Linked DNA regions of Mus musculus: regions 1 and 3 are each linked to region 2. A link is a contact called in public promoter capture Hi-C data. All regions are on one chromosome and are shown on one strand. The core of a region is the stretch at or near the end of the contact, and the rest is flanking DNA. Distances in the headings are between cores, read along the strand shown. Region 1 holds the start of 2410003I16Rik (a long non-coding RNA gene). Region 2 holds the start of Atp5o (ATP synthase, H+ transporting, mitochondrial F1 complex, O subunit). Region 3 holds the start of Hlcs (holocarboxylase synthetase (biotin- [propriony-Coenzyme A-carboxylase (ATP-hydrolysing)] ligase)).

What was found. Promoter capture Hi-C pulls out the DNA fragments that hold promoters and counts their contacts.
Region 1: a contact with region 2 is called in a promoter capture Hi-C map of pre-B cells, with 3 times the contacts expected there. The contact joins the promoter of 2410003I16Rik here to the promoter of Atp5o in region 2. A contact is called at or near these places in 2 of 39 promoter capture datasets (the C10 cell line and pre-B cells).
Region 3: a promoter capture Hi-C map of pre-B cells shows a contact between it and region 2, with 3 times the contacts expected there. The contact joins the promoter of Hlcs here to the promoter of Atp5o in region 2. A contact is called at or near these places in 1 of 39 promoter capture datasets (pre-B cells) and 1 of 115 datasets of contacts at active chromatin or transcription factors (large pre-B cells).

The regions. Positions count from the first base shown.
Region 1 is chr16:94,009,290-94,012,227 of GRCm38.p6, reverse strand. 2410003I16Rik (a long non-coding RNA gene) reads right to left here and starts at 1,573. Exons shown (of 4, transcript XR_003951876.1): 1 at 1,117-1,573; 2 at 718-795; 3 at 1-373.
Region 2 is chr16:91,929,988-91,932,935 of GRCm38.p6, reverse strand. It overlaps Atp5o (ATP synthase, H+ transporting, mitochondrial F1 complex, O subunit), which reads left to right and starts at 1,306. Exons shown (of 7, transcript NM_138597.2): 1 at 1,306-1,416; 2 at 2,532-2,582. The coding sequence starts at 1,381.
Region 3 is chr16:94,288,854-94,291,784 of GRCm38.p6, reverse strand. It overlaps Hlcs (holocarboxylase synthetase (biotin- [propriony-Coenzyme A-carboxylase (ATP-hydrolysing)] ligase)), which reads left to right and starts at 1,494. Exons shown (of 11, transcript NM_001360045.1): 1 at 1,494-1,722. The coding sequence starts at 1,528.

The DNA of each region.
Region 1 (2,938 bases), core at 324-2,823, 2.1 Mb before region 2:
CCTTAGCCCAGTCTCCCCAGGTCTAACCTCAAGCAGTTAAGCACATGGGCTGAGAGTCTGTCATTTCAATCACCCACTCACTGTAAGAAAGCCAAGGTGATACGCAAGGCTTTGTGGTCCTTGGCTTGCGGTTGGAGGATGCTCCAGCATCTTTACACTGCTGCAGAGCTGACAGCTCACACGGGATTCCAGGAAGCCGTTCGGCTGTCTTTTTGAGAACTGTGGAGTCCTGAGGTTTGGAGGCTCCAAAGCAGGTCTTGTTGCTCTGGGACCAAATTTAAACTCCAACAGAATGGAATGTCCTATCTCTAGAGACTTCCTTTCTTGGAGATTTAAGGTCCCTTCCTAACAGATGGTCTGTTGAGGGCAGAACCTGGGTCAAAGACAAAGTGGTGAATGTCGGATTAGCAATAAGAAACCTCACAAAACACACTAGGATGCCTTGAAACGCATAGGTAGGGAAGGGGGAGGCGAGCAGAAACTGAGGACCACATTTGACTTTGGGTGTAATTTCTGCACCCCCCGCCCCGACATCACCCCCCCCCTCATGTCCCTCCCCCACGATCCAGCCTGGTTTTTACTTCACTCTCCTGCTGCCTCTGTGACTTCAGTGACTGCTTTCCCCATCTGTTCCTCATCCTGTCTCCTGCCCCCTCTAGCCCCCCCTTGTCCCCTACCCCCCCTACCCCCGCGCAGAAATGGAGCCTTTCTCCCAACCTGTTTCTTTCTGCTGCTGACCCATTGCCACGGCAACTCTGCAGCGCAGCAACATACTTCCTCTTCCAGTTCTTGGCACTTCAGAGTAAAAGACAAAAAAAAAAAAAAAAAAAAGTCTGCTGCAGTGGTGCAAATCTCCCCCTTCTTCAGTGTGTTCACTCAGAAAGCACAGCTCAGCCCCTGTTTCTCGCTCCTAATCTCTGCTTCTCCTTCTGAGATTTATAGCTCAGATATATGTCTGCCCCTTCTTCAAGCTAGCTACAGGCTGGTGTCTTCATCCATCACCCTGCCTGCTATCCATCTCACACCGTGGTCAGTCCTCGAGGGCCTGCTGCACCGGCTCACCCTCTTCCCGTTTGCCTGGTGCGTTCCTTTTTCCTTTCTTCTTCTCCTCCTCACCTTAGTTCTCTTCCTCCTCCTTTTTCGTCTTCTTGCTCGTTTGTTTGTTTTTGAGACGGGGTCTTACTGCGTAGTTCTAACTAGCCTGAAACTCCGAGATCTGCCGGTCTCTCCATCCTGAGTGCTGGGATTTAAGGTTTGTGCCACCAGGGCCAGCCTCCTTGCATTTTTCTAATGGAAATTTTACACCTCCCCAGAGGACAGCAGTGTCAGGCACCTGCCTGGCCACCTAACATGGGTGAGGTGGGGTGGGGAAGAGTCCTTGTCTTTTCAGCAGCATCAGGCACCTGCCTGGCCACCTAGCCTGGGCCTCCTTGTCATCTCAGCAGCATCAGGCACCTGCCTGGCCACCTAGCCTGGGCCTCCTTGTCTTCTCAGCTGTTTGCCGTTGCACATAGTTCCCAGAGGGTGTTGGGAGGAACAACAGTCCCAAAGAATGGTCTACCAAATGAAGCACCATTCAGTAAAGAAATTGTTTCCTTAAACACACGGTCCCTAAAGACAAACAAGCATAGAGCTCGTTATTGGGGTCACATGGGCAAACATGCCTTGGGGACAGTTCATTCTGTGTGTCAACTTGGTTGGGCATGATCCAGATATGAGTCCAAAAGTTATCCTGGATGTTTCTGTGAGAATGTTTGTTTCTGTCTCAGGGCAGGCAGAAACCTGGAGGCAGGGGTTAATGCAGAGGCCGTGGAAGGGTGCTGCTTACTGGCTTGCTCGCCATGGTTTGCTCAGCCTGCTTTCTTATAGAACCAGGACCATCAGCCCAGAGATGGCCCCGCCCACAATGGGCTGGGCCCTCCCCCATCAATCACTAATCAAGATATCCCCTGTAGCTGAATCTTACCGAGGCACTTTCTTAATCAAGGCTCCCTCCTTTCAGGTGACTCTAGCTTGTGTTGAGTTGACATAAAAACTAGCCAGCACAGTTAAATCGATACAGTAGACAGCAGAGGGCATTATGCCCATGATGTAGGTGGCCTCATTTCGTTAGCTGGAGACCTAAATAGACAGGAAAAAAAAAAAAAACCCACTGCCAAGGGGGTACTCTGTTTAGGGAATGGTCTTGAAGTCGAACCACACTATTGACTCTCTGAGGGACTTTAATTAGTATATGTGCATGTATGAGTTAGTCTGTGCTCCTCAGCTAGCCTGTGCACCTGTGCGCTGTCTGTGGAGATCAATATCAAGTGTCCCCCTCAGTTGCTAGCCACCTTACTTTTTGAGAGAGGGTCTCTCACTGAGCCAGCTTGGCTGCCGGTTGGTCGAGCTCCGGAATTTGTCTCCCTGCACCCACCCACCCGGGGGTGACAGGCATGCATAGCCATGCTCAGCTTTTTCTTTATGCTTGCACGACAGTTTACCCACGAAGCACTCTCCAGGTCCTTGTCTGTCAGTATTTCTAAGCTCACTTTAAAGATCAAAACAGGCACAAGACACATATGCAAGGTCATTCATAATGGGGAACAGAGCTGGGACCCAGCTGGCCCGTGTGCCTGCAGGCTGCTTAGCTTCACAATCTGCCTGCCTTTCCCTGGTGCCAGGGTGGAGTCTCTTATACCAAAGTGTCTTGTGCATGTGGTATTGATAAGCTTGGGTAGTAGGTAGACCGAGTGGCTGAAGAAACGGGAAGCAGTGTGCATGCCCAGCCTTAAGCAAGTGTGGACTAATGTGAGTCTTGTCTTCTGCTGGACAAGACCTATCTAGACCCCAGGCTTCAGTGGAGATGAACACACCATGGAGGTGACCTGGGCAGTGACCAGGTGATGGGGGACAATTCCCCTGGCAATAAAGTCATTTACAAGTTAATCTTTACTTT
Region 2 (2,948 bases), core at 57-2,556:
GTGGAGTGAAGTATCCACACACAGCTAGTGAGAGTGTAAGCCGAAGAGAAGCAGCTCTGCCTCATGTGCCCATGTGCTCATGCTCACTTGTCAAGCTGCTCGATCAACTTTTAAATTCTACTTTTGAAATTATGAAAAAGTATATCTAAAGATACTCAGATGTGTATTAAAGTAATATATTAAAGTAATATAAACCACGTGAGTTATGTTGAAAAGTCATAGAATGGTTAAGTTATAGAATCAAAGTAGGTTATTCTGCAGCTATGGACATGTTTATTAAAGTGCCATAATTTAGAAATTTGCTTATACAAAATGTATTTCTGAGGTTGGAGAGACAGCTCAGCGGTTGGGCACTGGCTGCTCCTGCAGAGGACCTGTGCTCAGTTTCAGTACCCCCTGGCACCTCACAACTGCCTCTAACTCCAGCTCCAAGAGACTAGATGTCCTTTTCTGGACTCTAAGGCAACAGGCACACATGGTACACGTGAATATATGCAGGAAAACACTCAAACACATAAAACAATTTCTAAAAGAATGTATTTGCAACCCATATAATTCTGTATCCATCTTCCCTCATATTAAAAAGTAAATTATATATAGATAAATTATATATAGATTTTGAGTCTGTGGGTATAAAAAGCACAAACACGGGCTGGCAAGATGACTCAGCAGTTAAGAGCACTAACTGCTCTTCCGAAGGTCCTGAGTTCAAATCCCAGCAACCACATGGTGGCTCACAACCACCGATAATGAGATCTGACGCCCTCTTCTGGTGTATCTGAAGACAGCTACGGTGTACTTATGTATAATATAATAATAAATCTTTGGGCTGGAGCGAGCAGAGATCCAAAAACAAAAATTAAATCCCCAACAACCACATGAAGGCTCACAACCATCTGTACAGCTACAGTATACTCATATACATGAAGTAAATAAAGAAATCTAAAAAAAGAAAAAAAGAAAAAGCACAAACACACCTGTCAACTGTCCTATGTAATCAAAATATGGCCAGAAGAGCCAAGAAGTGCGCCCGGGTAGGTTCACTTTTGGTTTTTGTTTTAAGTAAAGCCTGAAGCATTGCCACAGAAGCACACTTGGCAGGTTCAAGACGAGTCAACGATGTTGACGATGCATGTGCAAAGAGTTTAAATCTAAACCTAATTTCAGACTTAATTTTCTGGTTCCGGTTCACGAGTCCAGCCGGACCGCGGCAGGTACGGACTACAACTCCCAGCATGCAAGAGGTTCTTACCCACACTCCCGGGCTCCTGACGCGTACATTTCCCAGAAAGCCGAGCGATCACGCTGGCGCGCGCGCGTGCGCTCTGGCGCCAGTAGTCTCTTTTCATTTGGGTTTGACCTACAGCCGCCCGGGAAAAGATGGCCGCGCCTGCAGCGTCCGGACTGTCTCGACAGGTAGAAGCTGGCGGGAGGCTCCCTCCCAGGGTTGCGGGTCCCCGGCTCCCATCGCCGCGTGTGAGGCCGTGGCTGAGGGGTCAGGCAGCCCGCCCAGGGTCGTGGGGCCCGGCGACTGCAGGCAGCGTGGGGCGGATCCGCGTTTCGTCCCCGTGGGGAGTGGGCACGGATTTCTCTGTCTTGACCTTGACATCCAGGACTCACTGCATAGCGGAGCAGCTGGCAAGGGCATGGGAGAGAGCACTGGGGAGAGTACATGCCTGTCCTTGCTGGTAAACCTAAGGGCTGCCTGCTGCTTAGGATTTTGAGTGTTGGAAAAGCGCATCCCCTGTGTTTATAAAGAAGGGGGGAAGGGCTAAACGTCTCCCCTTTGGCTGGCAGCTGGTGAGTGATGGCGAGCTTGCAACAGGCCAAGTCCAGCAGAACCTGGAATTGGGTGGAAAAAAATACGTGCCTGGGTCATCTGCCATGATAATTTTGTATCGACAGCCGTCATGGTTTTCATCTGCACCATACAGAATTATTACTAAGGCGTTAGAAAGTTTTTTAACCCTCATAGCCAGTTCCAATCGAGTACATTCTAGTCTAGAGAGAGTAGTATATGACTGTGACCTGTGCCCTCGCAAAACGCTTTTTAAACTGGATTCCAGGCTGCTCCAGTGACAGACACAGTGCCTGAAGCCTGGTGCTGTATCAAGAGATCTTTGGTCTTAGATAGCATTTCAGTTCCTAAGCAAGTAGGTTTCCTTGAATTAAGACTGGACTCATTTCATGTTCATTAAAGTTTTTCTCAAAGGTGATGTAATATAAATCCTCCGCTTTCATAAAGCATTCTTCCCAAATGTGATAAAGCTCTTAATTATTTTGAAAAATTCCACTTTGGGAAGTTAGCAGCTTTTCTCTCTCAGCTATCCAGGGAGGAAGGTGTTGGGAAGGCAGTTTCTGGAGGGATTTGGGGTGATTCTCAATAGGGAGTGTATAACAAAGAGCAGCTCCCACTCATATAACCTGTGTGATGATAGAAAGGAATTGCGCAAGTATTTGATTAGATTATTTTAACACATTGCTAAGCTAATGCAGAAACCCTGTCTGATCTGTTTTCTTTTGTTCTAAAGGTTCGGAGCTTCAGTACATCTGTGGTCAGGCCCTTTGCCAAGCTTGTAAGGGTATGTCAGCTTACTTATTTGTGTGTGTGTGTTTGGAAAACAATGAAAGAGTGAGTTGAACAGAAATACGTTGAAGTGTGTAATTAATAACCTTGGTCTGCAAGGGTGGCAGTTCCCAGATGAGTGCCTGGGTGCAGGGGATGCTGTTGGGCGCCTGTCACACAGGGTGGGCTCAACCCTAGACTTTAATGTTCTAAAAATAACTTGTTTGGGCCCAGCAAGAGCTCAGCAGGTAAGGGCTGGATGGCAGGCCTGAGGGTGTGAGTTCAATCCCTGGAACCCGGAGGGGGAAAGGAAAGAAAGACCTGAAAGTTTTCTGTTCTGTTCTCTGCGTGTAGTGCGTGCGCGCGCACACACACACACACA
Region 3 (2,931 bases), core at 245-2,744, 2.4 Mb before region 2:
TGAAGGCACTTTCTCAGTTGAGCTTCCCTCCTCTCCAGTGACTCCAGCTTGTGCCAAGTTGACATAACACTATCCAAACGAACACTACTTGGTAGTAATTAGTGCCTTGCAGGGAGCCACTTCCACTAGGGAAAGCTGACTGCCTTCCCCTCAATACAGCCCGCCCTCCCGTCCTCAGTGACATGTACCTTCCTCATGAGCCCAGTCATTTCTTCCTGGACCCTCCTGCTAAATCTGTTGTTGCTACACCATCTGACCACAAGGCTGAGGTTCTGTGAGTGGACTTCTTTTTTCTTTTCCAGACACAGTTTCTTTGTGTAGCCCCAGCTGTCCTGGAACTCACTCTATAGACCAGTCTGGCCTCGAACACAGAGATTAGCTTGCCTCTGCCTCCCAAGCGCTGGAACTAAAGGCATGCGCCACCACTGCAGAGTGAGTGGCCATTTGAGATGAGCAGATCCATGGCCAGTGTACCTGACTGTTGTTAACACATTATGCTGCTTGTTTGCAGTTCGGGAGCAAGGGTCAGGGCAGCAAGCAACTACAAATTGTTTGTTCAGAGTTATTGTGGATGGGAGGCTCTGGGGAAGAAAGCTGCTGTTTTTAATTGCTGGGAGAATTTTGCTTCCCCTGGGACAGGCCCTCTGGGAATCATAACTGATGTTCCCTCCTTCCACTGGGCTCAGGATGCCCACAGTTAAACCGGTAACAGACATGTAGTGGGAATACCTCGGGTTTTTTTTTTTTTTTTTTTTTTTTTTTTTTTTTTTGTGTGTGTGTGTGTTCTTCATATGAATCCATGTAATTTACCCAATAGCACTTTTTGAAGGTTTAGCATGATCTAATAAAACAGCTTCACCTGATTTACCAACTGGGTCGGGTAGAGGCCGTCAGTCTTGTCAGTTCTCTGATTTGTAATGTGTTGATAGTTCGCAAATACTGGCTGTTGATATAAACTTAGGCCCAGTGCCTCACTCATCCCCACCCTCAAGGAATGGAGGCTGAACTTTGACTTGATCAGGCTATCCACCTCCCTCACCCTCTCTGCTCCCTCCCCCCCAATACTTTCCCAGCCCCTCACTACTCTGCCCCTGTCCCTGTATGTCCCTAGCACAGCCCCTCTCACCTCCCCAGTTCACTCTAGTTCTGCAGCCCAGGTCTCTCCATCTCCAGAGCACACCTTCAATCTCCTGGCTCACCTTTCCCCCAGCCCCTCTTGGAAAAGCCAGCCTCCTGAGACCAGACAGTGACCTCTCTTCCAATGCCATCTTCAGTCCTGCCTGCCCTTTCCATTCCTGTAGCCTCTCTTTACCCGAGGCACCCTCTCCATGGTCCTGGCGCCCCCAGATGCTACCCAGCCTGCTGCATCCTTCCACCTCTAGCGCATCCCTCTCCTGCATCCTTCCTTGCCCCGCACACCCGCTCCGCCCTCAGCCCCCCTCCTGCAGCGCACGCGCACTCCACACTCCCGAAGCCTCGCTTCCGGCCGGGGCGGGGCCTGGCGCGAGCCGGGCGCGGGCGCCGGCCATGCTCATCACGCTGTGCTACCTGTACCTGTGGGCGCGCTGGGGGCGCCGGCCGGCCGCGCTGGTGCTGTCCACGGTGCGGCGGCTGCGTGCTTCGCGCTGCTCCTTCACCTTCTGCCGCGCGGCCGCGCAGCCCAGGGACGCGCGCGTGTGCCTGAGCCAGGGCGGCCGCGTCTTCTGCGTCGGCGAGAGCCAGGTGGGCGGCGGGCGGGGTCGCCGCGTGGACGGGGCTCGGCTGCAGCTCGGCTCGCACAGCCCACGCGTGCACGGGAGCCCGGGAAGCCCTGCTGTGACCTGTGGGCCGCGGGCCAGCTGCCCCTCCCTGGTGTCTCCGGTCCTGCAGCTGCAGCAGGCACATCCCGGACATCCCTCGTGGCACCTAGTGTTCCCGTGGGCTAGCTTCTGGTCCTGTCGGAGGGTGATGGCCGCTGCCCCTCACTGGGAAGGGGGCACTCTGGCCGTTTGCACAGGTCGGCTGCAGGCAAGGGACCTGACTTCACAGTGCACTTCCTACCATACACTTCTGGACACACTTGTTTCCGTGAACACCATTCAGTGTTTTGCTTTTCAGCCGTCTCTGCCCTTTCCGCTTCCTTCTGGAAATCTGCCTCACTTTCAGCACTAAACTGAGAGTTTTTTTTCCCCCGTAGATGTCAAACCCTAACACCGATACGAGAATCATAATCTTACTTCAGGGTGAATATTTTTGTCAAGCTGCTTAGTAATGAGGATGGAATCGTGCTTCTAGGGAACTAACAAAGAAAGCACTCTAAGAAACACCGTGTGGGGATTGAGGATGGTTCAGTGGTTAAGGACACTTGTTGCTCTTGCAGAGCATCCATGTCTAGTTAGTTCCAAGTCCCCACATGGTGGCTCCTAACCATCTGTGACTCCAGTTCCAGAGAGTCCAAGGAATGCAGATGGCGCACGTACACACGTGGGGGCGGGACAGCTGTACACATAAAATTAAATGAATCTAAAGAAGAATACAGTGTGAATTACACACCGAGATCTCTCAGGCTTCCCAAGCTTACAGCTGTAGGAATAGACATGACTAGTACCACCTGGCGCAAGGAAGGTGCAGTGCACACAGATCTGCCCCTCTTAGAATATCTGGGCTCAGTTCTCTTAAACCATTTAAGAGACATCACAAAGAATAATCACCAATGGTGGACTTTTCCACTGTGGCAGTCTCTAAGCTGATTATTTAAAACAAAGCCTTTATTTAAAACAAAGTCTTTGAGGTTTATATCAGAGTAGAGAATTTGCCAAAGATAATTTCTTCGATACTTTGAACATGTTCATGACCTTGGTTTTCTAACTATGCTAACTCAGTTACTTGGCTCTTCCCTGCTTCAGAACCCCAAGTAGGGCACAGCCTTATGGGTATCTGTGCCTCATTGCA